Linked DNA regions of Mus musculus: all the other regions are linked to region 1. Evidence: chromatin contacts called from public Hi-C, HiChIP or PLAC-seq, Micro-C and promoter capture Hi-C data. All regions are on one chromosome and are shown on one strand. Each heading gives the region's core, a stretch centred on a gene start, on an enhancer-like site or on the middle of the called end of the contact. The rest is flanking DNA. Distances are from core to core; before and after follow the strand shown.

Region 1 (6,153 bases), core at 1,703-4,202:
CAGAGACCAAGCCCACCAAAATGAACATAAACATAGAAATGTTAACGGACAATATAAAAATGTGTATTCTCGCTCTTGATTTTTAAAAAGTGCTAAGCAAGGCAACAATAAAACATTCCTCTCTTATTAACACCACAGAACTGGAAAAGCAATGATAACACTTAGAGTGAGTAGAGTGTAACTTCTCTTATACATTGCTGAGGAGTTGATACACTGGCATGTGTTTACTATGGACAATATCACAGTCTTCAATATCGTAACAATGTATCAACTCTACTGTGTCTCCAGAAACAATGTATTCCACGGAAATGATTGGATAAGATTGAATATATATATATTAACGAAATTGAACACCCTTATTTTCCTCTATAATGATTGTGTTTTCCTTCTTGGCTGGCCCAAGCCCTGACTTTAACTTTAATGACGCCTTCTTGTACTCCTTGAGCAAACAAAACCCAAGCAGTATTTCTTCAGCAGGTCGTTTGTTACTGTGCTGCTACTGTTAAATTTCAAAGAAATCCGAACTTGTGGGCCCTTATCATTAGAGTGTCTTGAGCACTCCAGAGAATTTGCCGTTTTTCTTTTCAGAACCCCACCGTCAAGATCTAGAAGTCACGGCGAAAGTTTCTCTATAGATCCTCTCTTGAGTTAACAGTCTCTCAAAGTACTTTAAGGTTTAAGGGCAAACTAGACCTGTGCAGAGCCCAGAACTTATAACTATCTGAAGATGGGTTGGGATGTAAGAGTGCTTGTTTAACACGCTAGGGCCCCATCCCGAGCAAGGGTGGAGTGGTGGAGAGGTGCAGAGGTCACAGGTCTCATATAAGCCTCTCTTACTCCCCTGAGTGGGAGAGGAAGGGTGCCAAAACTCAGAACTGGGGGTGGGTGGGTGGGGGAAGGATGTTTCCGCATCTCCTAGACAGTCCAAGGTTGGCAATTCCACAGGAAAAATTGGCAAAGGCAACATTTACAAACCTGGCAAGAGGCACAGGTCCCAACAGGTGTATACCATCAAACCTCCTCTAGTCGACCCTCAGGTGACAGTTCCGGTCGCTGCGGACTTTGGAAGGTGACTTTACTCTTGCCAAGATTGTTTAATAAGTAACCCACACAGGCTAACTGCTCTAGAAGCAAGCACCTAACTTATTCCAGGAAACCCGACCTGCTATAGTCCAACAGGCGCCCCCCTCTGGAGAAATAGGGGCTACCCCAAGCCACCTGTTCTCGGGCAGATGAAAACCAAAACAGTGCTCTGGCCGCATCTGCCATTTGGACTGCGTAGTCATGGCTTGCTTTTTCTGCATCGCGGCGAAAAATTTGGGTCTTAAACTTGGAGCCTTAGGTGAAGTCAGAAGCCCACGAACATTTCACAGCGAATCACGACACCACCATTTCCAGGCAAAGTCTTTAGCCTTCCCAGGTTAGCTTTAGTCTCCACTCTTTTGTGGTCAATGGCCTGCCTGCCCTTAAAATTTTGCCACCCCTGAACTTTCCGTAGAGATGAGGTGCCCTGTCTCCGGCCATCGCCCGGGTTGTGGGCCCTCCATATGCGTTTAGCTCGCCTCTGAAAGTCCTTTGGACCCTCTCGCAGATCTCCTAGCTTTCGAGAACTTTGCCTCCAATCTCTCGTTTCAGATTCGCTGGGGATAAGATCTGAGAAATGCGCCCTGGGCCACAAGCAGCCTAGGAGGCGGGCTCAGGAACAACTTTCCCTCCGCCCTCTAACCACAAGCCCCGGGTGGGGCGGCCTAGCCAGGTCCCGAACTCTGTCCTTCCCCAGCGGGGATCCCGGACTCGAGCCTGCGCAAAGGCCAGCGTGAAAGGCCCCGCGAGCGGCGAAAGGGACTTCCTTCCCCGCTGGAGCCCCACCAGATGTTAAGAGGCGCAACAATAGTGGAACCGCAGAGAAACAAAAGGCCATTCACTGGGTTACAGGAGAATGGCTCTGTCGCCCCGTCTCTGCGGGGAAGACTTGCAGAGGGTCTGAAAGGGGGCTGGAAGAAATCTGAGTGGTCTAGAGCCTCTGCCACGCTCCAGGAGGCGGGAACCGCTCTTTACCATTAACAACCCCATCCTGGGGGTCCAGTGGTGGGGAGGAGAAATGAAGGGAAAGTTTAGTTTTCACCTTCTCCGGTGCAGAAAAGGGAGGAGCAACGATCCCAGATGTTTGACAGTTGTTGGTCCAAAAGTTGAGCAAAATTTACTTATTCTTAATACCTCCCTTGATGAGGCATAGGTAGCCAGGGAGGACAAATCGAGACTGCGCTGTAGCCCTCCCTACACAGCCCCACGCCGAGCCTGCTCTGGGATCCAGGAGCGTTGCCCTGTTTAGATGCACTTTGTAAAAGTTTCTCTTCCCGCCGCTTCAGGCCGACGCGCACCCCACCCGCATCTGAGATTCAGAATGGGTCCCGGGTGAGATCTGCACCCTTTAGGGGGAGGGAGGGGGTGTATTTCAGATCAAAGCCACAGACCCCCTGGGTGGGAACTGGACTCACATTCCAGCCCGGGAAGTGCGTACCCGGAGGCAGAGGAAAGCCAAGAAGCCCGTACTGCCTAAACCAGACTCCAACCCCGGAAGCTCGCGGAGGAGGGGTGAGGACTGGGGTCCGCACGACTGATCCTCCCTAGGTGTGCCCCGCACCTCGGCCCTCCAGGACACAATCCGAAGCGGGAAGCTGCGACTGCGCCTCCACACCACTCTTGGAAGGATCTCTTACCGTGGGGTTTTAACCTTCTGCCTAGGGCCCTGCTGGTTTCCTTCACGCCGGCAGCAGTTTCTGGAGCCGGAGAAAAAGAGTGAGCTCCTCCAGCCAGAGCAGCGATGCTTGCAGATTCACGCGAGGGGTTTCTGACCAGCACGCGTGACTCCAGATGCAGCGACCACGGCTCTGGTGCGGCCCCCACATGCACCCAGCGCGCCGCGCAGCTCGCCCGGGCGCCACTGCAACTCACCGGCTCAGAGCGGAGTCCCCTGGTGGCCTTCTCTGGAAAGGCAGCTACGCGGGGGCAAGAGGAGTCCTGTTGCCCTTAGGATCCTCTAATCTCCACAAGAGCCTGAGACAATGAGCAGTCTAAGTCTCTCAACTTTGGTCCGCTGCCCAATGTAGGTAGAAAGATGTCAGAGTAGAAAAGATGCTGCTGTCCTGGTTGGTCTTTGTCAACTTGACACAACCTTGATATATTTAGGAGGGAATTTTGACTTAAAAAAAAAACCCCTCATAAAATACCCTATTAATAAGTCTGTCCAGCATTTTCTTGATTAATGACTGTGGGTTGTGCCAGCGTTGGGCAGGTAGTGCTGGTGGGTATAAGAAAGCGCCTCGCGTGGATCTACAAGCATCGCTGCTCCGGCTGGAGGAGCTTACTCTTTATCTCCTGTCCCAGAAGCTGTTGCCTGTGAGAAGGAAGCCAGCAGGGCCCTAGGTGGAAGGTTAAAATCCCATGAGAAGCAAGCCAGCGAGCAGCATTCCTCCATGGCGTCTGCTTCAGTTCCTGATTCCAGGTAACTGCCTTGAGTTCCTGTTCTTACTTCCCTTTGCGGCGGACTGTGCATAAACCACATAAGCCCTTGCCTCCTCCAGTTGCTTCTGGTCATGCTGTTTTATCACAGCCATAGACACCCCAACTGAAGTCCACAAGAGCTTTTTCCAAGGCATCCAGAAAGGGCCAAATGACTTACGCTTCTCCAAAATGTTCTGCCAGCTGTAAAATGCCGTGGACTGCCTGAAACACCTTGGAAAGCAGCATTAAACCATGACAAAAATGCGTGGAAGTCGTAACTACCTCGCCGGGTGATTATGAGTAAACCAATTATGAGACGTACTCTTAGTTCTTGGGAGGAGTCTTCAAACATGAACTGAAAGAAAAAAAAATGAGGTGGATGTGTCAACCTGCTTTTATTCTCCTATAAACATCTTGATGTGTGCCGGCTGGGTAGTATCAAATGACTTGATTAGCGATCACATTCCGTAACTTCTGCTACACGTTTGAAAGAATGAAAGTAAATTAGGTGAAATTTAGGAGATATATTTCCATACTCGACTCCTGTTAGCCTTTCCATCACAAAAGTCTCTCTATATGTGGTGCCTTACTTGGCTCACACAAATGCTTGGAAAACTCCTGCTACGGGGCCTTAGCACTTGCTATGCTCCCTGCCTGGGACAGTCTTCTTAACTGTTCAGTCACATCATGGCTCAGAGACTACCCTTTTCCCTCCATTTCTTTCCTCAGAGGCCTCCCTTTCAACCCCATTCATCCCCCCCAAGACATCCCTTCTCAGATACCCCACTCCAGTTTTCTCTATGAAATGTATCACCATAAGACACACACACACACACACACACACAAATACTGCTTTTTGCTCACTCCCTATATTAGTGTTCTATGGGGGAAATAGCCAAACTTAAAGTTAAAACAGCTGAAGACAAAATGAGCAGAGCTGGAGAGGTGGTATAATAGTTAAGAGCACTTGCTGCTTTTCCAGAGGATCCTAAGTTGGTTCCATTATCCGCTGCCAGCAGCTCGCAGTCACCCATAACTCTAGTTTCAGCAGATCAAACATCCCTCGTCTCCTCCACAGGCACCTGAATGCACACGGTGCACATAAACGCATGTGGGCACATGAACACTCATAATAAATTAAACACAATAAAACAAAAAAACCCCAGTATAATCTTATGTGATGGCCATGGTCCAGCCAGGTTTCTCTCTCCATGTGAAGGTCAGCTATTTAGCAAACTCAGTACCATCTGCAACTGAATTCCCCTTTAGCATGTAATATGATCTAGTCACAGGTTATAAACATATACTATGTAATTAGTGGGCACTCTTGTGTCTATAAATGCTAATTTACTTGATCTTAGTAGAAGAAATGTAAACAAGGACTTTTGTCTATCTTGTTCATTGCTGTTTACCTAGACTATTCACTTAATATGCAGGTCCTTAATATGGACTGAGCTCTGCCCCTCAATATTCCTATGTTGAAGTCCTAACTCTCAAGTGGAGGTATTTAGAGGTAAGGCTTTGAAGACTGAAGGAGTCTGAAGGAGGACTGGTAAGGCTCTAATATGGGATTAGTGGCAGAGAAAGGAAGACCAAGGGGAGGATTACAGCGCAGAAGAGGAAGTGGTGAGGAGCGGAGAGAGCAAGAGAATGTTTTCTCCACTGAGCAAGGGTACAGCAAGAAGGCAGCCATCTGCAAGCCTTGAAGAGGCCCCTCACGAGGAAACAAGCTTGCTGCCTTCCATATCCCAGCCTCCAAAAGTGAGATCCTGGGGTGTTTGTTTCAGCCACTTGGTCTATGGTATTTTGATATGGCAGCCCAAGCGGACTAACACAACCCAATAAATACCTGCTAAGTTAATCAGTGCAAAGATTACTGACTGCTAACACTGTAATATCTAATCTCTACCATGAATGGAAAAAGGTGGCAAGCATTTGCTAAGCACTTTACATGAAATATTTCGTTCCATTTTCACAGATATCTCTATGCTAAGTACACATTAGCTAGGATAGGTTTTTAAATGATCTCACTTGCTCGAGATCAAGATTTAGAAGACAGTATAGACAATCATGGCAGTGTGACTTAAGCTAATGTTGTAACCCTCACATCTCCCTGCTGCTATCATGGGGCAATGGGAATCCCTGGATCTTGTCCTTATGGTGTTTTCATCGAATAAGAATGACAAGAGAAGTTGGGCAGTGGTGGCGCACACCTTTAGTCTCAGCACTTGGGAGGCAGAGGCAGGTGGATTTCTGAGTTCAAGGCCAGCCTGGTCTACAGAGTGAGTTTCAGGACAGCCAGGGCTACACACAGAAACCCTGTCTCAACAAACAAACAAACAAAAAAATGACAAGAGAACACAAAGAGTATGAGAAGTGTTAAGATGGGAGTGGGGATAATCATAGCTCTGTATGGAGCTTGGAACACGAGAGTTGAATAGAATGGACACAATTGTGCAGATCTTAGGGGTGGGACTGTTGAGCTGAGCATGGAAATGGTAGGCCTGGTTAGAATTAAGCAGAGATGGAGGAAGACAGAAAAATCTGAACCATGCACTGAATCTAGTTATGGAGTTCTGTAGCGGTAATTTTAGCTACACCACTTTGTGCTCCCTGAGGGTTGCCCTTCCAGTTAGCTGCCCAGGGAAT
Region 2 (6,156 bases), core at 2,379-4,878, 270 kb before region 1:
TAGTGGAGCCCACAGTTAAGAGACTTTGAATTGTAAAATGACTTTGATTTTAAAAAGAGAATTGATATTTTAAAGGGATGGAAATTTTAATATGTAAAGATTTGTAAAGACTGTGGGACTTTTAAAGTTATTTAGATCTGGGGATGAATAAGAAAGTAAGAGTTGAAGCTTAATAGTGATGTGTTTGTGCCAAGTCGAGAGGTCAATTGTACTGGCTGGTTTTGTGTGTCAACTCAACACAAGCTGGAGTTATCACAGAGAAAGGAGCCTCCCTTAAGGAAATGCCTCCATGAGATCCAGCTGTAAGGCATTTTCTCAATTAGTGATCAAGCAGGAAGGGCCTAGGCCACTGTGGGTGGTACCATCCCTGGGCTGGTAGTCTTTTTTTTTCCCCTTTCTTGGTTTTTCCAGACAGGGTTTCTCTGTGTAGCCCTGGCTGTCCTGGAACTCACTCTGTAGACCAGGCTAGCCTCAAACTCAGAAATCCATCTGTCTCTGCCTCCCAAGTGCTGGGATTAAAGGTGTGTGCCACCACTGCCCAGCCTGGGCTGGTAGTCTTAGGTTCTGTAAGAAAGCAAGCTAAGCTGGACAGGGGAAGCAAGCCAGTAAGTAACATTCCTCCATGGCCTCTGCTTCCTCACCTGCTTGAGTTCCAGTCCTAACTTCCTTGGTGATGAACAGCAATGTGGAAGTGTAAGCTGAATAAACCCTTTCCTCCCCAACTTGCTTCTTGGTCATGATGTTTGTGCAGGAATAGAAACCCTGACTAAGACAAGAACTAACTCCTGCAAGCTTCCCTCTCACCTCTGCATGCTGTGGCACATGCACAGAGATACACACAGACACAAATAAGTGTAAATATAACAGAGCAATCTTTAAATAAGCACAAAATTGAGGACTTTAAAACTGAGCCTCAATGCTGACAGAATATTAGCTCAAGTCCAGTGACTGCCAAACGTTTATTTATCCTGGCTTTCTAGAAGCATGTGGACAGCCCAGGTCTACCGGAGAAAGACATAAAAAGGTCGAACTGTAATTCCAAGGTTAGAAAACAGGATTTAATTTCTAGCTCCCCCTACATCTAACATTACATCCCATGTTAACTAAGACAAAATTCTAAGGATATTTGAGTTGGAGCCCAACCCCCACTCTCTCTTCTGTCTTATGCTATTATCTGGAACTCACTATGTAGCCCAGGATGGCCTTAAACTCTGACCTGCCTTCCTCGGCCTCTCAAATACAGAATTAGAGCTCTGGAGATCACTTTTATAATTTATAATATTGGGGTAGGGAGCATAAATCAGTCTTTAGCGAACAAGCCTCGAACCCAAGAGACACTGGGTTTGCCCCTCAGCCAATACACCCTCAGTATGAATTACTATTTCTAATTTTTGAAAACCACCAATGATTACTTCATTACTATTTGATTTTTATCAGCAAGGTAATAAAAAATGATTTATATACCTTAAGATTTATCACTTAATAAAACCAATATCGAGTTATTTTTTTTAACTGTTTTATTCATTAGAAGTAACTTTAAAATGCCAGGCAGTGGCACCTGACTATAATTCCAGCACATGGTGGGGCAGAGGGTGAGAGGGGAACAGGTAAATCTCTGAGTTCAAGTCCAGCCTGGTCTACAGAACAGCCAGGGCCACCCTTCCCCCCCCCCCAACACACACACAGACAATTCCTGTCTTAAAAAAGACAAAACAATAAACAAGAAGAATTTAAAACCTGGTGATGTACCTAGCATGCTGTACCTAGTACCATCTTAACCACAACCACACACACAGTGATACTTGTGCATCAATCTCAAAAACGAAAGAGAAAGCTATACTTATACTCTTTATCGCATGAGCCTTCATTTTAACAGTATTATCAATCCTTAAATCATCAGTGGATTCTACTAAGGAATTAATATCCCGAACTAAAGTAGACTTTAGTCTGCTCCCAACTGCTCATGGTGGCACAGATCTGTAATCCTAGCATTTGGGATGGTGAAGTAAGACGACTACCCAAAATTAATGCCAGCAAGGAGAGCATGGAAAGACTGTCTCAAAACACCTCCTCCAGAAGTGGACTCCATTTACAAATGAAATCTTGGCCGGGCGTGGTGGGGGCGTGGTGGCGCAGGCCTTTAATCCCAGCACTCCGGGAGGCAGAGGCAGGGGGATTTCTGAGTTCGAGGCCAGCCTAGTCTACAAGGTGAGCTCCAGGACAGCCAAGGCTACACTGAGAAACCCTGTTTCAGGGGAAAAAAAAAAAAAAACCAACAAACAAACAAATGAAAGCCTTATTTGTAAATTCTACTAAAATAATTTCTCAGGCTTACGATGGTGGGCAATTTCAGGGCATAGAAAATAGCAAATTTCAAAGTTTCTTTAATACTAAGGTTTAAAACAATGACTCTGTAATGTGGCCTCCAGATCTGACGAACTTTCTGACTGCATATATTTGCAGACAAGTCATCCTTGGTCCTATTTTTTTTTTTTAAATAACGAACCATCAATGCATGAGCATAAAATGCATACGGCAATGGGGCTGCTTCTGTATGTGATCAGATACCCTAGAAAGATAGATTTCAGCACCTGGAGGCTGGCAAGTGAAAGTATCCCTGTGAAATCCTAAAATGCTCCACCATTGTTCAAATCTCAGTGTTTCCAAAACAAAATCTTAAGCATGACACATCCATTAGGTTTCATGCTTTATGTAAAAAACGGCCTCAACTAGGCAGTTTAATCAATGTTCTCCCTCCCTCCATAGTCAGCACACGTTAACTGGGGAGTCTTAAGACCAGATGGAGATCCAAACTCTGATATCTGTCATAAGATAACATTTAGAATGTTACTAACATTCTAAATCCTAGTTAGAAAACGTTGCTGAAAAGCAATGTCCTTGGGCAAGAAAAGAATGGGAAGATCTGAAACTGACCCAAGCACAAATCCCTTGTCAACCAAAGACACTTAACAGGAAAGAACCCAAGAAATGTGGGGGTGGGGGTGCACGGGGGGGGGGCCGGAAATCGTACTCTTCCGGAACGTAAAGGCGAAACAGGCACTGGTAAAGCCGCCCCCAAGGGACGACTGACTATGGAACGGTGACAGCTCCTATGCACCGCGGAGAGCAGCCAGCAGGAACGGCCGCAGCGCAGACGCCGCCGCCACTCCCAGCTTGCAGGTCCGGCGGGATTGGCTCGAGAACATCAACAAAGACCCTCCGGTCGCAGCCTAACCCAACAACAAAGGCCGAGCGACTGCGCGCGACGGCCGGCGGCGACAGGGGGACTGGCGCGCGGCGGGCAGCCCGGCGCCCGCGGCGCAGCCCGGGAGCGTGCACGGAGCCCCGAGGCCGTCCGGCCCAGCCTGGCCGCGGAACACAAAGACGCGGACCGCCCGCGCTCCGGCCGCCGAGGCCCGCGGAGGGGGAGGGGCTCACCTGGCACAGCTGGCGGCAGTAGGCGGCGGCGGCCTCCACCGCGGGCTCCCGGCTCTCGCATAGCCGCCGCTCCAGCTCTTGCAGCCGCTCGCCCAGGCGCCGCAGCTCCGCCGCGCAGCCGCCACCGCTCAGGCGCTCCTGCTCGGCCTCATCGTCCGCCATCTTCGCAGCCCGCTCCGTCGCGTACGCACCTGGGTCACGTGATAACACAATGCCACGTTCGGCGGGGTCACGTGCCCGGTGCGCTGGCACGCCTGGGCGCACGTACAAAGGCCGGGTGTGGGGCTGGCGACCGCCGGGGCAGTGCTGCAGCGAGCTGAAGCTGAGGCCTCTGCTGCTGCGGCGGCGGCTAGGGCCAGGGCCAGGGCGAGGGCAAGGTCTGCGGAACAGCCGGAGGCCAGGGCAGGGTGGAGAGCTGGTGATTGCCCTGGTTCTGGGCCAACCCGAGAACGCCTCCTGGAAACAAGCGCTCTAGGTGTTGGAGGGCACACACACACAACAATTGGGTCAGAACAAAATGAGAGGTTCAATTCTCATTCTGGGAAATCAAGCAGCGAACACAAGAAAAGAATAGTGTGGAGAGAATTCAAACAGACCGAAATGATTAATGTTGTAACCCGGTGGTTTTTAAGGCACAAAAGCTTTTCTAAAATCTGGTTACCGTTACGCGTTACAAGAATCCACACCGAATCTTAGTTTGGGAAAGTAGGTCGAAGGAAAGAACACAATTAAGGATGCTAAAGTAAAAAAAGGAACACGGATGTCAAATAAATGCCAGTAGCAACCCTCCTCTTGGTGCTGCAAAACAGGTGGCCTTCTAAGCCGTATTTTATTTGCAAGACGAAAACAGTATTTGGCATTAGAATTGGAGAAGAGAGCTGAGTGTTGTGTGCACGGTTGTAATCTCAGCACTCGGAGACGAGAGGTTCAAAAGTTCATCCCTGGCTACATAATATTTCCTCCTCCAGCCTATGCCAGATGAGTTCTTACAAATTTAAAGGAGTAGGGGGTAGAATAAGAGGTAGTCGGAAAATCAATGTGCTTAACCATAAATTTCATAATCAAACTAATAACAAACCCAGTGTTTGAGGGCTAGGGGTGTGACTCAGTTGACAGAGTGCTTGCCTAGCTCCGTTCACTGCATAAACCAGGCAAAAGGCACGCAACTGCCTGTTTAATCTCAACCTTCCCTGGTGAACGCCAGAGTATCAGAAGTTCAGAGACTACACTATTTTGCCAGTTTCAGGTCAGCAAGAACAAATAGACAAACAAAACAAAACACCCCACAACCTACTGTTTATTTAAGAGGCAAGATGTCTGCCTTACAACTGAATCCTTTTAAAACAAACAACAGCGTTGACACACCTGGTCATTTTACTGTTGTGTTCTGACTGCACTGTATTTTTCTAAGGATAGTTATCTAAAATGAACAACCAGCCTGGAGGTTGGCTCTAGCAGAACTGCAGCACGAAGGAAGCTGGAGCTGAGGGTCTCCCGGTCCAGTCCGCCCGGGCTACATTGTAATGCTGGGTCTCAAAAACATAATTTCTACCGTATCCAGTAGCCTTTTCAGGAAATGTATATAATAAAGCCAGATGTGATTCTAGTCCTCACAGGTGACGGGAGGAGGACACTTAGTGGAAAATGTTCTCTGAATACTGTGTTGTTCCAGCGAATGTTTTGTAATGCATGCTTTTAAATCATTACATAAGATGAACAAGCACAAGGCAACCTTACAGAAAACAGCATCAATACTGCACATTAACAAGACAGAATCCTCTAATGCTTGCATGTACATGAGACCAGGGGAGCACACTGTAAGGCTAAGGATTTCCTCTATTGGATTGAACAGTGAAAAAGAGTTGAAGAAACAAATGAAGGTAGCTGTTTTGTCTTGCCCTAGTCCCTGTAGATACTCTACCAATGAGCTGCCCTGTACCCTCCTTGCTTAAGATTTTAAATTTTGCAGTTCATTTTCCCAGGTTATATATATAGTTCAGGTATTAAAGTTCCATCAATGTATGCTATTTTAGGATTCCAATGAAAATTATCAAAAGAAATATGTGATTAGCCAATGCACCAGTAAATGCAAGGACTGTACAATAACTAAAGGCTAGGAAGCTTACCTTTTCTACAATTCAACAGTAATGAGTTACACCACACTTCATTTACAGGAAGGAAAGTGTGTAGCAGCAGGTGTGGAGAGAAAGATCCAAAGTGAAATATGCCTGAATAATGATTTTTTAAATTATTACATAGGGCTAGGGTGTAGCTCGATGGCAGAGCACATTCCGGAGACTCTGGTAATGGGATGGGGAGGGGGTACCTAGTAATGTCATTCCTACCTTCAGGCCATGATACCCTTGTGGCTAAAAAAACTGGATTAGGAGCTGGAGAGATGGGCTCAGTGGTTAAGAACATTTGCTAGTTTTCCAGAAGACCAGGGTTGTAGTCCCTGTACCAGGTGGCTGCTTCACAGCTGTCTGTGAGTTCAGTGTCAGGGGATGCCAACTGCTTCTGGAACCAGACATGCAAGTGGTGCACAGACCTCATGCAGGTATGACACTCTTACATAGAAAATAAAATTTTAAAGGAAACTGGAATCATAAATTGGATCTGCATTCTAGTACGGCCATATAAATTCATCTGCACCTTTTGCTTTTATCTAGTGTCTGTGACTGTTAAACTTGAGAATTATGAGGAGAAAGACGGCCTTAG
Region 3 (6,077 bases), core at 3,140-5,639, 380 kb before region 1:
GACTCAAGTTAACCACACAGGGGAAAGACTGCAGCTTCATGCGCAGTAAATGTTATGAAGATTTAAACATTCCTACTCAGGTACTGGTGCTTTGTACACGAATTCTTGGCCATTAACTCTTCTGTTTCACAGGAATGAAAAGCAATATTTTTGCAACTTTATGGTTATGGAGAAAACTAGGCGCTCAGTATTTAAAAATAGCTGCAGCTATCACTATTCACTGCCAGCACTTAACTGGGTTAATAACGTGCTAAGAACATCAGTTTACAAGGAAAGAATTTCTCATTTTCTACATCTGTCAAATAAAGGTTGTTTATTTGTTGGTTTTTCCACATATGCTATGGTTATTACTGTCAAGACCTCTTCGCTCGTAATTCCAGACTTTCTGATTCCACCTTAGAACAGAGTAGGATTCACTAACTCTTGAGAGTTAAGTTGTTCCCTATAGCCAGTCTCAACCTGTGGTCATAATCCCTTGGGGTTAAACAACTCTTTCACAGAGGTTGTTGAGACCATTAGAAAGCACTGATATTTATATTATGATTCACAACAGTAGCAAAGTTACAGTTATGAAGTAGTAACAAAAATAATTGTATGGCGGAGGGTCACCACAACATGAGGAACTGCACTAGGACGGGTGAGAGCCACCACTTTAGATCCTTAATTTGGGACACCAGTGATGGTCAGCAACTGAGGGCAGAACCTATTCAAATACTCCCACTGAGTGCTGTCTTCCTGTAGATGAAGCTTGAAGCTCTCACAGGAACCATCCCTGCTTTCTACCATTTCCTATACAGATGACTTTATTGACCACTGGATCTCAGCAACCATGTGAATGGTTGTATAAGCGCTCATTTTTTTTCCTCCTCTAAAATTTGAGTTTTCCCCTACCTGGTTTGAAAAGTGAATTTTTATTGTGTGAATTAAACTTTGATTTGAAGCTTGCTATTAAAAACAAAAACAAAACAAAACAACAACAACAACAAAAGATCAAAGAGGAGAGTTTAAGAGCACTGACTGCTCTTCCAGAGGTCTTGAATTCAATTCCCAGCAACCACATAGTTGTAATGAGATCCGATGCCCTCTTCTGGTGTGTCTGAAGACAGCAACAATGTATAAAATAATATATAAAATAAATACACACATACATAAAATAAATATTTAATATATAATAAATAATGAAATAAATCTTAGAAAGAAAGAACAAAAGCTTTTCATATAAGAGAAAGTCCTTGTCTGTCTCTTTGCTCCACAGAACTTTGCATGTGTAGGAAGAATGTAGTCTTGGTTCTTTCTTCACATCTAAATTACCAGTAAGTACTGTGTGAGAAAACAAACTGCAACTGCAACGAGTGAACTTGTAATCTAGAAGGAGAAGTTCACTGGCTCTTTTCAAGGAGTCTAGAACTAAACCTAAGTTCCATTCTGAAAAGCTGCAGAACTAACCACAAGTTCAAGGCACAGCAATAACTTATCCTGACACTACCACTTGAATGAAATGATACCTTCAGGTGAGCTTCCATTTGAACATCCTAAATATTCCCTTCGCTCTCTTCAGCTTCTGCCCTTTTGTTGTTGCCATCTGTCACTGAGGTAGCTTGCTCTTATTCATTTGCATACAGTTAGCCAACCTCTAGTTGTACCTTTCTTGTGTTAAAGGCTACACACTACAGTGGGGATGATGGGACACTGTCTTTGCACTACTCTTAAATAATTTGGTGATTAACCCATGTGCATCTGTTTGCAAAATATTTTTTTAAGATTTATTTATTTTATGTATATGAGTACACTGTAGCTGTACAGATGGTTGTGAGCCATCATATGGTTGCTGAGAATTGAACTCAGGATCCCTGCTGGCTCCAACCCTGCTCGCTCTGGCCTCAAGATTTATTTTATTATTATATGTAAGTACACTGTAGCTGTCTTCAGACCAGAAGAGGGCATCAGACCTCATTCCGGATGGTTGTGAGCCACCATCTGGTTGCTGGCATTTGAACTCAGGACCTCTGGAAGAGCAGTCAGTACTCTTAACCGCTGAGCTATCTCTCCCTGTCAGCTGTACGATCTGTCCAAGCGCCTGTATTTCTGTCTTCCTTTCCCATCACACTTCTTTCTTATCTACTAATGATCAAGAACATGAGCGGGCATGCCACGAACAGAATTTCTCATACTTGTTTAAAATGATAAGCTACACTTATGTCATATGTTGCTCTATAATAGGATGTTTTTTATTTTGCTCTGCCTTTCTTCCTTGTGCGGGGAAAGGGTATACCTCAAGACAAAAGAGCAGGTCTATGAAATCATGACACAATATAGAAGTCCAAACAAAGTCAGGGCTAGCCATCTTTTAATGTGTGTATGTGTTTCCTCCTCTACTGTACCAAAATTAATATTTAGAGGGATGATCCACAATATATTTGAGAAGCAACACTTGAAAACTTACTAGTTAGGCTAAAGAGACAGCCTAGCAGTTAAAAATACTTGTTTCCCTTGTAGAAGACTAGGGACAGTTCCCAGAGCCCACATGGTGGCTACAACTGCCTGCAATTCTAGTTCCAGGGGTCCAATGCTCTCTCCTGGCCTCCATGGGTACCAGACACGCACATGGTGCATATATATACACACACAGACAAATACTTATTCACACAAAATAAGCACCAGACCCCACTCCTCCCTGAGGAACTATTAGCAGTTAACTAGTGAGAACGTGCCATCTCCCTCAGTGGTATACCCATTGATAAACTGTTCTTGCTCTGGTAGATAACTTTATGCACACAGGGAGGTTAGGGGGGAGGGAGGAAAGAGGGGCCTGTTGGGAAGAAGAGGTTGGACTGGTGGACTCGTGGGCAATGAGGGAGAAAACACTGAAGCTCATTATATAAACACTTGATAACTGTCAGACGATATATTGTTACTAATTAGCAGTGCTGAGGGCCTGCATCAATCCCCAGCATCATATAAAACCCAGGCTGTGGTATGTCCATAAAACTCCCAGTGCTGGGGTGGGGGAGGCAGGCTCATCTCTGGGGCTCTCTGACCAGTCAGCCCTTTGGGATCAGTAAGTCCCAGGTCCCAGTGAGAAACTCTGTCTCAGAAAACAAGGTACGTGGCCCTTGAGGAACATCATCAGGCTGACCTCTGGCTTCTACACACATACTGCACATGTGTGCATGTGAACGAATGAACTATCCGTGTCTGTACACACCAAATTCACTAGAACAAGATTGGCATAGCTACCTATATTATATTGTATGGGGAAGTATGAAGATATAAACAATGAGAACTGGTTTAGGAAAAGCACTCTATTTTCAAATATATAGAGAACTGCCTCAAATGGACCAAACATTCAACGATAGTATAGATACTCTTGTTATTATGTTTCACATACTATACTCTTTTAGTGCTTAAGAAAGTAAAAGTCCGGAGTAGGACACCTTCAATAGTTTAGATTAATATGAGAAACTTTGAGAAAGAATCAGGGCTTTATAGCTTGAGGGAACTAAGTAAGCTTAATCTCAACTCTGGTGCTTCTAAAGGAATTTTTTTTTTTTTTTTTGAGTAAGTGACAACTCTGATTCCACCTTAATAAAAGGAATGATATTATACACTGCAATATTACAGATGTGTATTTAACATTGTTAACATTCTTAAAAGGAAAGATGTTAACAAAATAGCGGTCATCCTACAGATAGTGTGCAACCTTCCTACCTTCGATGCCTTTTCACTACTAGGGTAGGATAATCCAATTCTTCCCATTGTAGTGGACTCCTATTCCATCAGCATCTTTTTCCAAAACTGATTTTTGAGGAAAGTGTTTTGCATTTATAAAGTACTACCAGACGCAGGACCCTAAGATAAGCCCAGCACTAGAGAGGCAGAGGCAGGCGGATCTCTCTGAGCTCCAGGCCAGCTTTGTCTACAGAACGAGTTCCAAGACAGCCAGCCCCCTGTCTCACAGTGGGGAAATGAGATCGCTTAGATTTTAAAAAATAAACTCTATCGTTTTTACTGTAAAATATAACTTTAAAGTGAAAAAAGAAAAACACCACACACAAAACCCACTTTCCACCTCGTAATTTACCCCACTCATGGATTGGGGAAAGAGTGTCACTGTGGCAAGGACCTGAAGGCTGTAAAGCTTTTCAGACCGCGGTCAGATACCCAGGCTCCTACGGAGCTCAGTATAAATCTTCATAAACAAGTGTGAAAACTTGTGTGGTCGGCGGGCAGGCTTCCCGGCAACCTACCCTAGCATCTTCTGCAAACCACAACCCTCCCCTTCGAGGGCTGGCGGAGCCTGACCTTGGGCAATTGGGAAGCCGGGGAAGCTTCAGCTCGGACGCCGCCAGGCTCAGAGACTTCCGGCGTCCCGTGCGAACGCCCGCTGCTGGACTTTCCTTCCGGTTCGCCCGGTGCGCGCCCAACCAGTGCGCGTTCCCGCCGGGGCTCTAAGAGCCGCACCACAGCGCCATCTATGCTCCGGAGGCCGTAGAGCAGGGGTCCGGGCCGAGCCCTGGCATTGGAACTGCAGGAGCCCTTGGCTTTGGAACCCAGATGAGCAGTCTGGTTTGATTTCTTGGGGCCTTTGACTTTCAGCCTCTCACATTCAAATAAGCTTTCGTTTCGTGGGTTTCATGTATATTTATATAAAGAGATATCCAGAATTGGAAATGGGACCTAATGGCACTTAATGGAAATGGAAAGATTCAGGCTAGAATCCAGCTGCCTCCAAGAGAAGGAAGTGCAGTATCGCCAAAAAGGAGTCTGGGGCTTTATAGGGTGCTTTTAGTTGAGCAGTGGTGTGGCAGAAGAGCTTTAAGAGAAAAGGGACTGGAATTAGAAGTTTTACATGTGGTGGTGAAGGGTTCGAGTCTTTAGAACCGGGACTGTGGTCAGTCTAGCCGTTCTGAGACAGGGATCATCTACCATCACTTGTGTAAAAAAAAAAAAAAAAAAACACATTCAAATTGATCAGAGATTACTAATCAGAGTTTCCCAAATTAGATCTCCAGGGGTTAAAGAGACTTCTCACGGGATCTCTGATAGCACTGACGATTTTGTTTTTCACATAGATATTAATAGTTCGCTTATATTTAATTTCAAAAATCATACATTATCAGTATTTTCTCAAACACGGGTTTTTTTTTTTTAAGTAATATAAGTCCTAGCCTTATTTTACGAGGACATCAAGCCAAAGTATATGATATAATTAATGGATTATCAGTTGACAAATGTGAACATTGTTTGTGGTAATTTTCAAAACCAATCCTACTCTCTCTTTTCTATGGCCTCCCATCCTGACTCCTGAGTTGTCCTGTGAAGGCTAAAGGTATATTTTAAGTTTAAATTATTGTGTGCTTTAGGCATAAAACAGAAATGTCTCTAAACTGTAAGCCCCTCTTGGCAAGAACAGATAGCTTCTTGGAATGCTGGGAGCTGTTGCTCCTGTAAGACAACAAGCCACTTGTTTTCACTTCTGTAAACAAGGCTGGTTGTCTCAGCTGCACAGGATGTGCACACATAGGTGGGAGGTGTAGGCAGGAAATATGTCAGGATGTATACTTGCCCCTGATTACATAAAAGTGGGATGTATATAGCCTTGTCAGTTTTGATTGTATACGCTTCTGACTAATGTAATTTGTTACTCTGGGATTCCTGGATATGGCCTTGGGCAGTGTCCCTTGTCCTGGCCAGTATTTAATAAAGCCTGCTTAGCTCAAAAATTGTGATAGTAGTCTTATTCTTGCCTTGTGGGATTAACAGTCCTTGTGATTTATTTCGGGTAGTATCATATATATATATATATATATGTTGTTTATATATGTCTATGCGTGAGTTTTCTATCTGATGCCTTTGGAGGCAGAAGAGGGCATGGAATTCCTGAACTAGAGTTAAAGACAATTGTGAACCTGCCCAGGGCCAGCCCTGGAAGATCTTCTTTCATGTTCTGGCTCTCCTTGAGCATTAGCAGTGATAAGATTTGGTCTTAGAAGGCACTTAGGGTTACTATATAATAATAATACGTTTTCCTATCTCAATTATAAGTCACTGTGCTTCAGTAGCTAACCTGCCTTCTG
Region 4 (6,101 bases), core at 254-2,753, 430 kb before region 1:
AAAACAAAACAAAACAAAACAAAAACAAAAACTGGATATCACAGTTTAAAATTTGTTTACAACACAATGACTTGCAAAACTAATCGACCTTACCATAAAAGCAACCACCGTCTCTGAAGCGATCTCTCCGTGGGCTGCACATTCTTGTCCTATTTCTCGTATGATATTCTTTATCACACTTTCTGCTTGAGTGGGAGGCATTGTGGCTAAATGAAGCAATAATTTTCTTTTAGTAATTTCATTTATGCACTTTTCCTGGTTAGATTCCATTATTAGATCTGGAATATCCACACTGTCTACTGAGTTATTACTATTTAAGTTTTTAATTATAATCTTGTTTCCTCCTGGATTTTTTTTTTCACTTTAAATGACGCTAATGACAGAGAGTAACTGGGATTTTCCCTGAATTTAAATCATGCCACCCTCAAAAATATATATTGTGACATTAAAAAAATTAGTTAGGGATGATGGCACATGTGTTAAATCCCAGTACTTAGGAGGCAGATGCAAATAGATTTCTATGAGTCTAGCCTGGTCTACATAGTGAGTGAGTGAGCCAGGGCTATGAAGTGAGACCCAGTCTCATAAAAAAATTACAAAAAGATAAATAAATAAACAAACAAACAAACAAACAAACAAAAGCAAGCTTAGGAGAATTTGGGTGAAAAAAAGAAAAAAGAAAAGAAAAACAACAAAAAACAAAAAACAAAAAAACAAGCCCCTGCGTAGGCAGCAGGACTACAGCTTGTAAAAGAAAGTGCTAATCAATACATCCACTAACGGATCTTTCAGAACTGTAATACAATTTCATAACTCTAAGAAATTTTTTTTCTCGGATTATTCCATCCTTGGGATTCCGGACTCTAACAAAAACATAAAAAGTAAATAATGAAAACGTGAGAGCTATGAACCTCTGAAAAAGAACTCCTAGCTGTTACTCTCATCTATTATAAACTAAGGAAGAGTGGTATTTAAGTCAGGGCTCCCGATTTTCCTGAGTATCAGCAACAGCCCAGGGGAGCGTGCAGGTAAAAGGAAACAAAGCCAGGAGTGCTCTGAGAGATGGGAAATGCAGAACTGGACTATCAAAGGTCCAACCACATCGTCAGGAGAGACAAGTACCTCGCCTCCTTGGAAGCCAATTTCCTCATCTGAAAAAGGCGTGCTGTTATCACCTTCTCCTGAACTTAGAGTCTACTGTGGTTAGAAAAGTTCGCAGCTTGGCCAAGCAATGCCAGCCATCAGCGAGCATATCTGTGGGGACGTCAGACCTGCCGGCCACACAGCCAGGTTGACCCCGCTCCATCCTGCGCGCTTGCACAGAGCGAGATGCCTGCCCACCCACCCTGTAGGTTACCTACTACCAGCACTAGTTCTGTAGCCGTCCGACGTCCGTCTTCTCGCCGGTACACCCGCGACTTAACGGCCTGGAGCTCCCTGGGCGCTGGGCTTGGCCGGAACGCCAACCGGCCGCGGCTCTCCCGGCCAGCCCCAGATCCTAAGCGGCAGTCGCGTAACCGTGGAAACGGAACGCGACGCCAGAGGCTTGGGGCGGGGTCTGGCTATGGGGTGTGGCCAGAGGGCGGGGCGGACAGAGGAGGGCGGGAAGGGCGGCTGGAATGGGTCCTCTGGGACCTTGAGAAGAGGGGTGTAGGGTTCTCCCTCAGCCTCCCAAGAGACAAGAACTCAAGTCCCAGGCGGCAAAGGCACTTTCGCTACACCTCAGTTTTAAGACAATGATACATGAATTCTAAAACAAAGGTTTGATGTGCAGACGTTGTTCATGTTGATAGTGTGAAAACATGGAAAATATATCTTTTGAAGAGAATGAGAAAGCCTGGGGTTCTTGGAATTCAAAGTTTATAGTTTTATCAAAAGAATGCTTTCATGTTCTGTTTCTGAAAGGAAGTCTTTATCCTGATGTTCCAAAAGGCCATAGTAAAACTTTTCATTTAGGAAGTTTTTTCACACCAGGTATAGTAGTGTAGGCTCAAAGTCCCAGCCCTTGGGATGCAGAGATAGGAAAATGCAGAGTTTTAAGACACCCTACACTGTATAGTAAGAAACTATCTACCCCCACCACCTCTAAGATGCAAGTAAGGAAACCTGTGCGTTTGGAATTGGGGATAATAATTTTTGTTTGTTTTCTTGAGAGAGGGTAAAACTATGTAGTCTTGAATGGTCTGGAATTGAACATGTAGACCAGGCTGATCTTGAATTCACAGAGTTCTACCTGCCTCAGCCTTCCAAACACTGGCTGTGTGCCACCATGCTGGGTCAATGATGGTGTTTTTGGTACCTGTCTTAGTCAGGGTTTCTATTCCTGCACAAACATCATGACCAAGAAGCAAGTTGGGGAGGAAAGGGTTTATTCAGCTTACACTTCCATACTGCTGTTCATCACCAAGGAAGTCAGGACTGGAACTCAAGCAGGTCAGGAAGCAGGAGCTGATGCAAATGCCATGGAGAGATGTTCCTTACTGGCTTGCTTCCCCTGGCTTGCTCAGCCTGCTTTCTTATAGAACCCAAGATTACCAGCCCAGAGATGGTCCCACCCACAAGGGGCCTTTCCCCCTTGATCACTAATTGAGAAAATGCCTTTCAGCTGGATCTCATGGAGGCATTTCCTCAACTGAAGCTCCTTTCTCTGTGATAACTCCAGCTGTGTCAAGTTGACACAAAACTAGCCAGTACAGTACCTAAAAATGTTTGTTGCAGGGTTGGAGATATGGCTCAGAGGTTAAGGGAACTGACTGGTATTCCAGAGGACTGGGTTTGAATCCCAACACCCACATGGAGGTTTACAGCTGTCTGTAACTCCAGTTCCTGAGAGTCAACTCCTTCTGGCCTCTGCATATACCAGGCATGCCAGTGGCCTGTAGACATACACTCAGGCAAAACACCCATACATGTAAAATAAAATAATAATTTTTGAAGCTTTCAATATTTGTTGGGTAAGTGTAATGTACTTTTTTATTGGATATTTTCTTTATTTACATTTCAAATGCTATCCCCTTTCCTGCTTTCCCCTCTGAAAATCCCCTATCCCTCCCCCCACACCCCCCACCCCCCCACTCACCAAACTGCCCACTCCCAATTCCTGGCCCCGGAATTCCCCTACATTGGGGTATAGAGCCTTCACAGGACCAAGGGCCTCTCCTCCCATTGATAACCGACTAAACCATCCTCTGCTACATATGCAGCTGGAGCCATGGGTCCCTCCATGTGTACTCTTTGGTTGGTGGTTTAGTCATACTTTTAAAAAACTTTTTATTATATTTAGTTATTTATGGGGAGCACACATGAGACCACACACTCATGGTGATCACAAACAACCCAGTTTCTTCTCTTCTACCACATTTGTTCTTGGATCATTTTAGCCATGTGCCTTTCATGGCTGCGGCATCCTAACAAACTGTTATAGTAACTTTCTGTTACTGTAGTAAACACGATGACCAACAACATCTTAGGGAAAAAGGAGTTTAGTTGGCTTTCATTTCCAGGAAACACTTTTATCACCGAGTGACTAAAGAGCAGAAACTCACAGCAGGACCGTGGAGCGGAAGCCGTGGTGAAAGGCTGCCACCGTGGAGAAATGCCGCCACCGTGGAGAAACGCCGCTTTAGTGGTCTGCTCGCTGGCTCATGCTTAGCTAGCTTTCTTTTTTTCTGTCTTTAGTTATTTTAATATTTTATCTATGTATTTACTTATTCATTTACTGGGTGTGTGTGCATGTGTCTGGTAGGCGAGGCCAGAAGAGGCCATCGGACCCTTTGGAGATGGAATTGCAGGCACTTATTTGTAAGCTATTTGATATGAATTCTTGGATCTGAATAATTATCTTCACGGTAATGTACAAGGGTCTTAAGGTCTCTGCTCTGCCGATGGCTGTGTTCATTCCCTTTATAATATCTATTTGTTCTGTTCCCCAAGGGTACCCGGGAATCCTTGTTAGTGGTTATGCGGGTACTCACTTTACCGTTGTTTATTCCACAGTACGTGTGCATTACATTTTTTGTATGACACATTTTATAATAAAAAGTAAAGATGAAATGTTATAGAATTCTTCATATTTAATAATGCTTTTTGGCTAACAACTATTTAAATAGTTATATTTTAACAGAAGTTTTTAAAAGTTTAAGAATTAATTGTTTTTTTTTAAACGATTTCTCCATTGTTCTCCATTATTAGCCATCTGCTGAAGAGCAATTAGCTGGATTTTTTAGCACAGGCGTGATGATTGAGGTAATGATAAATGCTGCACACCGAGTCCCAAAGCCTTTCATCTCCCCTCTCCTAGGATGTTTCCGGGCAGGAGAATCTCAGGGTCCTTTCTTTCTTCCTTTCTGTCTTAGTCAGGGTTTCTATTCCTGCACAAACATGATGACCAAGAAGCAAGTTGGGGAGGAAAGGGTTTACTCGGCTTACACTTCCACCCTGCTGTTCATCACCAAAGGAAGTCAGGACTGGAACTCTAGCAGGTCAGAAAGCAGGAGCTGATGCAGAGGCCATGGAGGGATGTTCTTTACTGGCTTGCCTTCTCTGGCTTGCTCAGCCTGCTCTCTTATAGAACCCAAGACTACCAGCCCAGAGATGGTCCCACCCACAAGGGGCCTTTCCCCCTAGATCACTAATTGAGAAAATGCATTACAGTTGGATCACATGGAGGCATTTCCTCAACTGAAGGTCCTTTCTCTGTGATAACTCCAGCTGTGTCAAGTTGACACAAAACTAACCATTACACTTTCTTTCTTTCTTTCTTTCTTTTTTTTTTTTTTTTTTTTGAGACAGGGTTTCTCTGTGTAGCCCTGGCTGTCCTGGAACTCACCCTGTAGATCAGGCTGGCCTCAAACTCAGAAATCTGCCTGTCTGCCTCCCAAGTGCTGGGATTAAAGGCGTGTGCTGCTGCCACCACCCGGCCATAAGAGAAATTAAAAGAAAACAAGGAAATGAAAAAAGAAGCAAACTCATGAATTATATATTGTGATCACATGTCAGATTCATAAACCAAGTACAGTTTCAAGCCTGTGGCCCTGGTCAGGGAAATGTGTGCTGCTATGGTCAGGGAAATGTGTGCTGCTAGGCATCAGATGCAGTGGTTCTCAGCTGCAGAGTCCTGGCATGCTCTGTCAGCAACATTTGGATACTTGCCGCACTAGACAGTTCTATGCCAACTTGACATGAGCTAAAATTCTCCGAGAGGAGGGAACCTCAATGAACCAAAAACCTCCATAAGATCAAGGTGTAGGCAAGACTCTAGGGAGTTTTCTTAATTAGTAATTGATCAGATGGACAAAGCCTATGGTGAGTGTTGCCATCGCTGGGCTGGTGGTCCTGGGTTCTATAAGAAAGCAGGCTGAGCAATCAATCCACGGGGAGCAAGCCAGTAAGCAGCACTCCTCCATGGCTTACTGCATCAGCTCCTCCATGTTTCTGCCTGTTTGGGTTCCTGTCCTGACTTCAGGATGAACAACGATGTGGAAGCATAAGCCAGATAAACCCTTTTCTCCCAAGGTTGCTTGGGCCATGGTGTTTCATCACAGCAATGGTAACCCTAAAACACTTGCCTATGATGGACTGTATTGGAGTTTCTGCATAGACACTGCCAAAGGAGCGCCCTACAGTGAACTTTGATTTACCTTTCGTATTTGTTTATACATGTGGAACATGTTACTATGTTCCCACCCCACCCCTGCCCTTTTGTGTTGTGTGTATTTGGCTCATGCATGTGAGTGTGTGGATGATTGTATCCACGTGTACACACCAGGAGGCCAGAGCCAGATGGCAGCTGTTCCTCTTCTAGTACTCCCCACCCCACTCTTACTGTACAGTTCTCTCCTGCTACTCTAAAACCTTTCTCTGGATAGCTCATCTCCTGCAGATCATAAGCCCAGTCTTTTATTTTACATATCAGCCCAGTCATTTACTTCAGATTTCCTTGTGAGTATCCTAAGAATCAGCATCCAGTGACCCCAGCCGCTTAATTCTTAAGCGACAGCAAGCATACATTTTATTTTAACTTTGCAAAAGAATCCAGAGATCATCCTGCCTTTGTTAAATACAGAGGAAAAACTAGCTGGATGGAACCTCGCCCTGAAATT
Region 5 (5,963 bases), core at 660-3,159, 310 kb before region 1:
AACAAACATTCTATTTATACTGGAAATAAAATAAAAATAGAGTAATAGTCTTTCTTCTCCAGTCAAAAATACTATCCTCCCTAAATAAACTGCTTGGAAGACACTTGAGCAAGCAAGAGTTCACAAGGCATGGAATGAAGAATTCAAGAGAATACTTAAGTTCACATGTGTAAAGTGAAAACATACTTTTTAGTTTATTAAAAAAGTAGTATGTAAAAATTATTTTGGTAAGTTTTACCATTTCTGCAGACCTCACACACAAGACCAACTTTAAACATTAAAGAATGATTATATGGTCGAAACTATTTGTTAACAGGGAGGGGTTTTCTTGAATTAAAAACATCAATCACAGAGACAGGCGGGTTTCTGAGTTCGAGGCCAGCCTGGTCTAAAAAGTGAGTTCCAGGGAAGCTGGGTCTACACAGAAAAACCCTGTCTCAAAAAACCAAAAAACCAACCCCCCCCCCAAAAAAAGAATAAAAACATCAACCACTCTCAGCTAAGAAAGTATTTCAAATTGACCTTACTGAAATTACTAGAAAAGAAAAATGGTGTTCCCCTTCATAACTGAACTAAAGAGTTAGAAAACATGGCAACAGGAAGAAAGTCCTCCAACATCATAAAGGTTTAGCTGCTAAATTCACCAGTCACTAAAGACTCTCCCAAAGTCTTTCTGGTCAAGATGAAGGAAGAGGGACCCTAAGCATCTTTATAATGTCGAAGACCTCCAACACGGGTGATGTCTGTCCCTCAATGTTGAATACACAGCTAATCACACATGTAAATCCAGGTATCTTCTGCTCAAAGACCAAAACAAATAAACAAAAGCAACAACAACAAAAACCAGACTGTATCTTGGTCAGCAGATCCACACCTCACTAAAACCCTTCATGGTATAAATTAGGCTGTATGGGGATAACAATAATCAGGTAAGTTCTGTAGATCCATCCAAAGTAGACATGTGCAGAAAAAGAAAGCTAAATGTTGAAGGTCGGGGATGTTGTGCATTTGTGTTTGTTTTATCCCCACAGACAGGATTCTGTTATATGAACCAGACTAGCTTCAAACTCATACAATCCTCCTGCCTTGGCTTACCTGGTGCTAGGGTTACAGCACCACATCCATTACTGTTTCTGAAGGGCAGTCACGTTTCTACAAAGCTACTCTCAGGGGGGTGCAGGTCTTTTAAATTGTGAGGACTGGCTCTCTCTATTCAGGACGTACACTGAGGTTAGGCTATTCTAGCCACAACATAGCTCAGCTAGAATTGTGTCATTCCAATTTAATTTTTTTTTCAGAATTCTTATTATTGATTTCCTAAATACCCTGGAGATAAAAGAGTAACTTTTCATTTTTCATAGATCTAAACTGGTTATATCCTCCAGTCTCTTAAGACTAGCTAGATCATTCAGATAAATAATGAAGTGGGAAGCTTAAGAAATTAAAAAACAAAAACCAAAAAGAACTACAAATGGTGATTCATTACTGCAATTACAAACTAGCATTAGTTCCTAGGTACACCAACATGAAACAAAACAACTACACAAGAAAACTGGTAACTTGGAGACACAAACCTTCTCTAAGGAGGGCTGTTGACTTGTAGGTCTCTTAAGACTTCCTGCCACAGGCATGCAGTTACTGGTGGGGCTGGGGAGCACTCCTGGTTTCATGTTCAGTTTCTAGCACACAGCCTCTAGAATCCTTGAAATCCACTTGAGTACCGAAGTCTTGAGGGGCATCTTACTAACTTCACAACGGAGAATGACCACGTAACAATCAGCCCCACTGTGCCGAAGCTGCTGGGGAAGGGAAAGGAGTTTGGAATTGTGGTTGCTTGAATATGCTCTGCCCAAGGAGTGGCACTCTTAGCAGCTGTGGCCTGGTTAGAGCAGGCGTGGCCTTTGTGGAGGAAGTTTGTCACTGCTGGGGTGGGCTTTGAGACCTTTCTCCCAGCTGCCTGAGGAGTCAGGCTTCCTTGCTGGCCTTCAGAACAAGATACAGATAGAACCCTCAGCTTCTCTAGTGCATGTCTGCCTGGATGCTGCCATGCTCCTGCCGTGATGATGGACTGAACCTCAGAACCTGTAAGCCAGCCCCTATAAATACTGCTCTTTATAAAAGTTGTCTTATCATGATGTCTGTTCACAGCAGTAAAACCCTAAGGCAGAGGTTGGTACCAGGGAATGTGGTATTGATTGCTACTATAGGCCTGAGCATGTTTTTCTTTGGAGGAATGTGGATTTGGAAAGCAGTAGAATGCTTTAAGTGGGGCTTAATGAACCATCCTAGGAGGAAGACATGATGCTGAGGGTGATTTGAACCATGCATAACACAATACTCAACAAAACCTAAGCACGCAAAGGGGTGGCATATTCCAGCCCCACGGAAACAAGGAAGCCCTCAAGCCTCATTGTCTTTAACATGGTCTAGAATGGTCAATACTTTCCTGAATTCCATAAGTCATTCTAATAAATTATTCCACCAAATCAACTAAGCAACAAATCAATTAAACCGTATGGGATCATAGAGCCTGAAGCAGCAAGCAAAGGCCCTGCATGGGTCTAGACCTGGTCCTGTGTGTGATGTTATGTCTTTTGGCTTGACCTTTTTTGTGAGAGCAGTGTGTCTCTAATTCTTTTGCCTGATCCTGGGACTCTTTTTCCTCCTGTGGGGTTGCCTCATCCTGCCTTGATGAGGGCTTTTGCCTTGCCTTTCTGTATCTTGTTAGGTCCTATTTGACTATTGTCTCTTGAAGGCCTGATCTAGGGGAGAGGGGACGTGGGGGTGGGGATGGGGGTGGGGAGGGGAGGGGTCGAGGGAGGGGAAAGGGGAAACTGTGGTCAGGATGTATTGTTTGGGGAAAAAAAAACAATCTATTTCCTTTTTGCATAAAAATTTTTTTCATTGACCTCTTACCATACAAAATTTATTCAAATTTATTCAAATTACTTCCATTTGAAATGGTAAGATCACAGCAATAACAAGTCACCCTGTAACAAATCTATTTACAAAATCCATCATAAAAGCTGTTTCTGGGCCTATTTTTACATTCCCACACCGTGCCAGCTGCCACCAAGCTTCTCTGCATGGCATCTTCTTTCAGATCCCTTCTCTTGTCATACTACACACACTCGGATGCTGCCATGTTTGTCTTAAAGCTAGTAAGACATAAGAGCTTTCAGTAGCACAACTCAATGGGGAACCTGCATTCTCGGGACTTACAAAAATACTATAGTACTCATGTACTTTGTGGGTCAGAAACTGTGAGCAAAAAAGTGCCTTAATACATAGTAAGGGTGTCTTATTTGTGTGTGTCAATTAAGTCCGTTGACTGCAAAAGCCTTGTTATGCATAAAATAAAAAACCCTTGAAGACTCATAATATTCCTTTCATTTTTAAAAACAATAAATACAGTATTATAATACATGATTTGTAATTACAGATGCTGGGAAGAATGGAGGGAGGGGAAACTATGGTAGGAATGTACTGTACGAGAGAAGAATCTTTAAAAGAAAGTCAAAAGTCAGAGAAAACACAAAATCAAAAGCCAAACAAACAAACAAACAAACAAACAAACAAACTAAACCATACCTGAAGAGGAGACTGTAGGAGTCCTTAACTTTGGAACATGGAATTAAACCACAGGTAACTTTGAAGACATACCCTTAGCCTGTGGAGCCTACCTGCAGGTAGGCAGTATCAGAATGAAACCAACTTATAGGACATGGATTTGCTGCTGGACAACAACAGAACAGAGGCTAGTTGAAAAGACTTGATGCTTTTGGCAACAGCAGTAGATGTCAAGAAGATTAATAAAACTCTGAATTAAACAGGTGAAGTGGTGGATACCTGTGGTCTCAACTAAAGTGGAAGATTTAGCTGGAGGTTGGCTTGAGCCAAGAGCTCAAAACTTGCTTGAATGACATAATGAAGCCTTTTTATTTTATTTTATTTTATTTAATAACAAAACAGCTTGGTGGCTCATCTTATGATCTTAGCACCCAGGAGGCTGAGACTGTAGGATCACCTCAAATGAAAGGTCAACCTGAGCTACACAGTGAGCGTACACAAGATATGCCTGGATGCATTTCAGTGGGGGAGGGGAGATTTAAAAAAAAGAGCCTGGAATGTTGGCTTTAGCCCAGCACTTGGGAGACAGAGGCAGGTGGATCTCTGCGCTCAAGGCCAGCCTGATTTATGGAGTGAGTTCTAGGACAGACAAGGCTATACAAAGAATCATATTCATTCATTCATTTTCTCTCTCTCTCTCTCTCTCTCTCTCTCTCTCTCTCTCTCTCTCACTCACTCACACACACACACACACACAGAAAAAAGATAAAAAATTTAAAAAGTTAATACCTATAATCTGTATAAAGTTTTAGGAGTTAACATTCATAGCAAATAAGTATTGACAGCACAGTATTGCTATTGAAGCACTCTTCTGTAATATCAGTAAAATGGAAAGTATCTACAATATAATCTAACAAATTATACCTTATTTAACTAAAGAGTTATTTGTATCTATTGTCTTAACTACACAGTTTTTAGGAAAGAATACAAAAATGATTAGATTCATTTAGTAAAAAGTGATTTTAGAGATCATTTAATTTAGATCTGGTCTTGGGAGTAAAATCCTGTAGTCCCTACTACTTAGAAGGCTAAGTCAGGAAGATCATGAGTTCAAGGCTAACCTGTTAAAGGGCAACTAAGAAGACTGTCTTAGAGTTTTACTGCTGTGAACAGACACCATGACCAAGGCAACTTTTATAAAGGACAACATTTAATTGGGGCTGGCTCAGAGGATCAGAGGTTCAGTCTGTTATCATCAAGGTGGGAGCATGGCAGCCTTACCGGCGGACATGCTACAGGAAGAGCTCAAGAGTTCTACATCTTTATCTGAAGGCTGCTAGAAGACTGGCTTCCATGCAGCTAGGAGGAGGGTTTTAAAGCCCAAAGCCCACAGTGGCACACCCACTCCAACAAGGCAGGACCTCCAAATAGTGCCACTCCTTGGGTTGGGCATAATCAAACCACCACAAAGACCCACCCATTCTCAAATTTTAAAACAGGAAGTGGGCTGGAGATATAGAGTTTTGTCTTACCTAGAGTATTCAATACCCTGGGTTTACTCTCCATTGACCACTACTGGAAAAAAACATTTAATTCTATTTTATAGTGTTATCATCAAAGGGTACTATGATATGAAGTTACATACAATAGGTAAATAGGGGCTGAAGAGATGGCTCAGCGGGTAAGAGCACTGACTGCTCTTCCGAAGGTCCTGAGTTCAAATCTCAGCAACCACCTGTAATGAGATATGATGCCCTCGTCTGGTGTGTCTGAAGTCAGCTACAGTGTACTTATGTATAATAATAAATATATCTAATAAATAAATAAGGAACCATCACGTGCAAAACACACAGCATTAAAAACAAAACAAAACAAAACAACAACAGGTAAATAGCCAAAACATGCTGCCATTTCCCTCTGCAACATTTAAATGAATCTTTCTGGCAAATTTGCTACAAATATATCTTCTGGTAACTTAATTCAACTATAAATTGATGGAGTTACAATTTAATCTTTACTTACAAAATGTCAAGTATTTCCCACAAGTCTAAAAAGCAAGTACTTCTCCCATAATTTGTAGCTACAATTGCACTTTTTGTCAGTTGAAGAGGGAATTTCTGGTTTCCTTGGAGAACCATGTGATGTTCTGCGGGTCAGACAGGTAAGAAGAAGTTCTGCGTTTTTCTGGAAGCTGTCTGGTGAAAGGGCACGTGATGCTTGGCTGGAGCAGATGCTACAGAGGACAGATGATGTTCAGAGAGTGGACAACACTTTGGCACTGGTTCGCTCTGCTGGTCTTTGTTGGGCTTCATGACACTAATCTTTGCTGGGGACAGTAGCATTGGTTGATTTTGACTTCATAGAGAGATATGCACCAAAGAACTTCAAGAGGT

The links. Hi-C and Micro-C count contacts between places; a contact is called where the count stands out from the background. HiChIP or PLAC-seq counts read pairs in DNA pulled down with a chosen protein or histone mark. Capture Hi-C pulls out chosen DNA fragments and counts their contacts.
Region 2: an H3K4me3 HiChIP or PLAC-seq map of bone marrow-derived macrophages shows a contact between it and region 1, with 3 times the contacts expected there. The contact joins the promoter of Zfp292 here to the promoter of Mob3b in region 1. A contact is called at or near these places in 9 of 39 promoter capture datasets (the C10 cell line, the HPC-7 cell line, cranial neural crest and 5 more), 8 of 484 Hi-C or Micro-C datasets (CD4 T cells, CD8 T cells, embryonic stem cells and 2 more), 7 of 115 datasets of contacts at active chromatin or transcription factors (the 230-238 cell line, the SCID.adh cell line, bone marrow-derived macrophages and 4 more) and 4 of 9 other capture datasets (adipose tissue, embryonic stem cells, liver and 1 more).
Region 3: a Hi-C map of CD8 T cells shows a contact between it and region 1, with 3 times the contacts expected there. The contact joins the promoter of Smim8 here to the promoter of Mob3b in region 1. A contact is called at or near these places in 5 of 39 promoter capture datasets (the C10 cell line, hippocampal neurons, liver and 2 more), 7 of 484 Hi-C or Micro-C datasets (B cells, CD4 T cells, CD8 T cells and 3 more), 3 of 115 datasets of contacts at active chromatin or transcription factors (embryonic stem cells and memory CD8 T cells) and 3 of 9 other capture datasets (adipose tissue, embryonic stem cells and liver).
Region 4: a promoter capture Hi-C map of liver shows a contact between it and region 1. The contact joins the promoter of Cfap206 here to the promoter of Mob3b in region 1. A contact is called at or near these places in 1 of 39 promoter capture datasets (pre-B cells), 2 of 115 datasets of contacts at active chromatin or transcription factors (bone marrow-derived macrophages and microglia) and 4 of 9 other capture datasets (adipose tissue, embryonic stem cells, liver and 1 more).
Region 5: a contact with region 1 is called in a Micro-C map of embryonic stem cells, with 4 times the contacts expected there. The contact joins the enhancer-like site here to the promoter of Mob3b in region 1. A contact is called at or near these places in 1 of 484 Hi-C or Micro-C datasets (embryonic stem cells), 1 of 115 datasets of contacts at active chromatin or transcription factors (bone marrow-derived macrophages) and 1 of 9 other capture datasets (liver).

Annotation. Positions count from the first base shown.
Region 1 is chr4:35,154,532-35,160,684 of GRCm38.p6, forward strand. Mob3b (MOB kinase activator 3B) reads right to left here and starts at 2,953. Exons shown (of 4, transcript NM_178061.5): 1 at 2,721-2,953.
Region 2 is chr4:34,879,320-34,885,475 of GRCm38.p6, forward strand. It overlaps Zfp292 (zinc finger protein 292), which reads right to left and starts at 3,629. Exons shown (of 8, transcript NM_013889.2): 1 at 3,439-3,629. The coding sequence starts at 3,600.
Region 3 is chr4:34,773,977-34,780,053 of GRCm38.p6, forward strand. Smim8 (small integral membrane protein 8) reads right to left here and starts at 4,390. Exons shown (of 3, transcript NM_001330757.1): 1 at 4,303-4,390.
Region 4 is chr4:34,728,703-34,734,803 of GRCm38.p6, forward strand. It overlaps Cfap206 (cilia and flagella associated protein 206), which reads right to left and starts at 1,504. Exons shown (of 13, transcript NM_001347062.1): 1 at 1,358-1,504; 2 at 94-206. The coding sequence starts at 201.
Region 5 is chr4:34,846,237-34,852,199 of GRCm38.p6, forward strand. The region is part of intron 1 of Zfp292 (zinc finger protein 292); the gene reads right to left. Among named protein-coding and RNA genes, the nearest start is that of Zfp292, 34 kb to the right of the region's middle. Within about 2 kb of position 1,910, at least 54 of the 459 cell types and tissues checked have an H3K27ac peak or open chromatin away from gene starts, as enhancers often do. A contact at or near this core is called in embryonic stem cells, where this site is marked.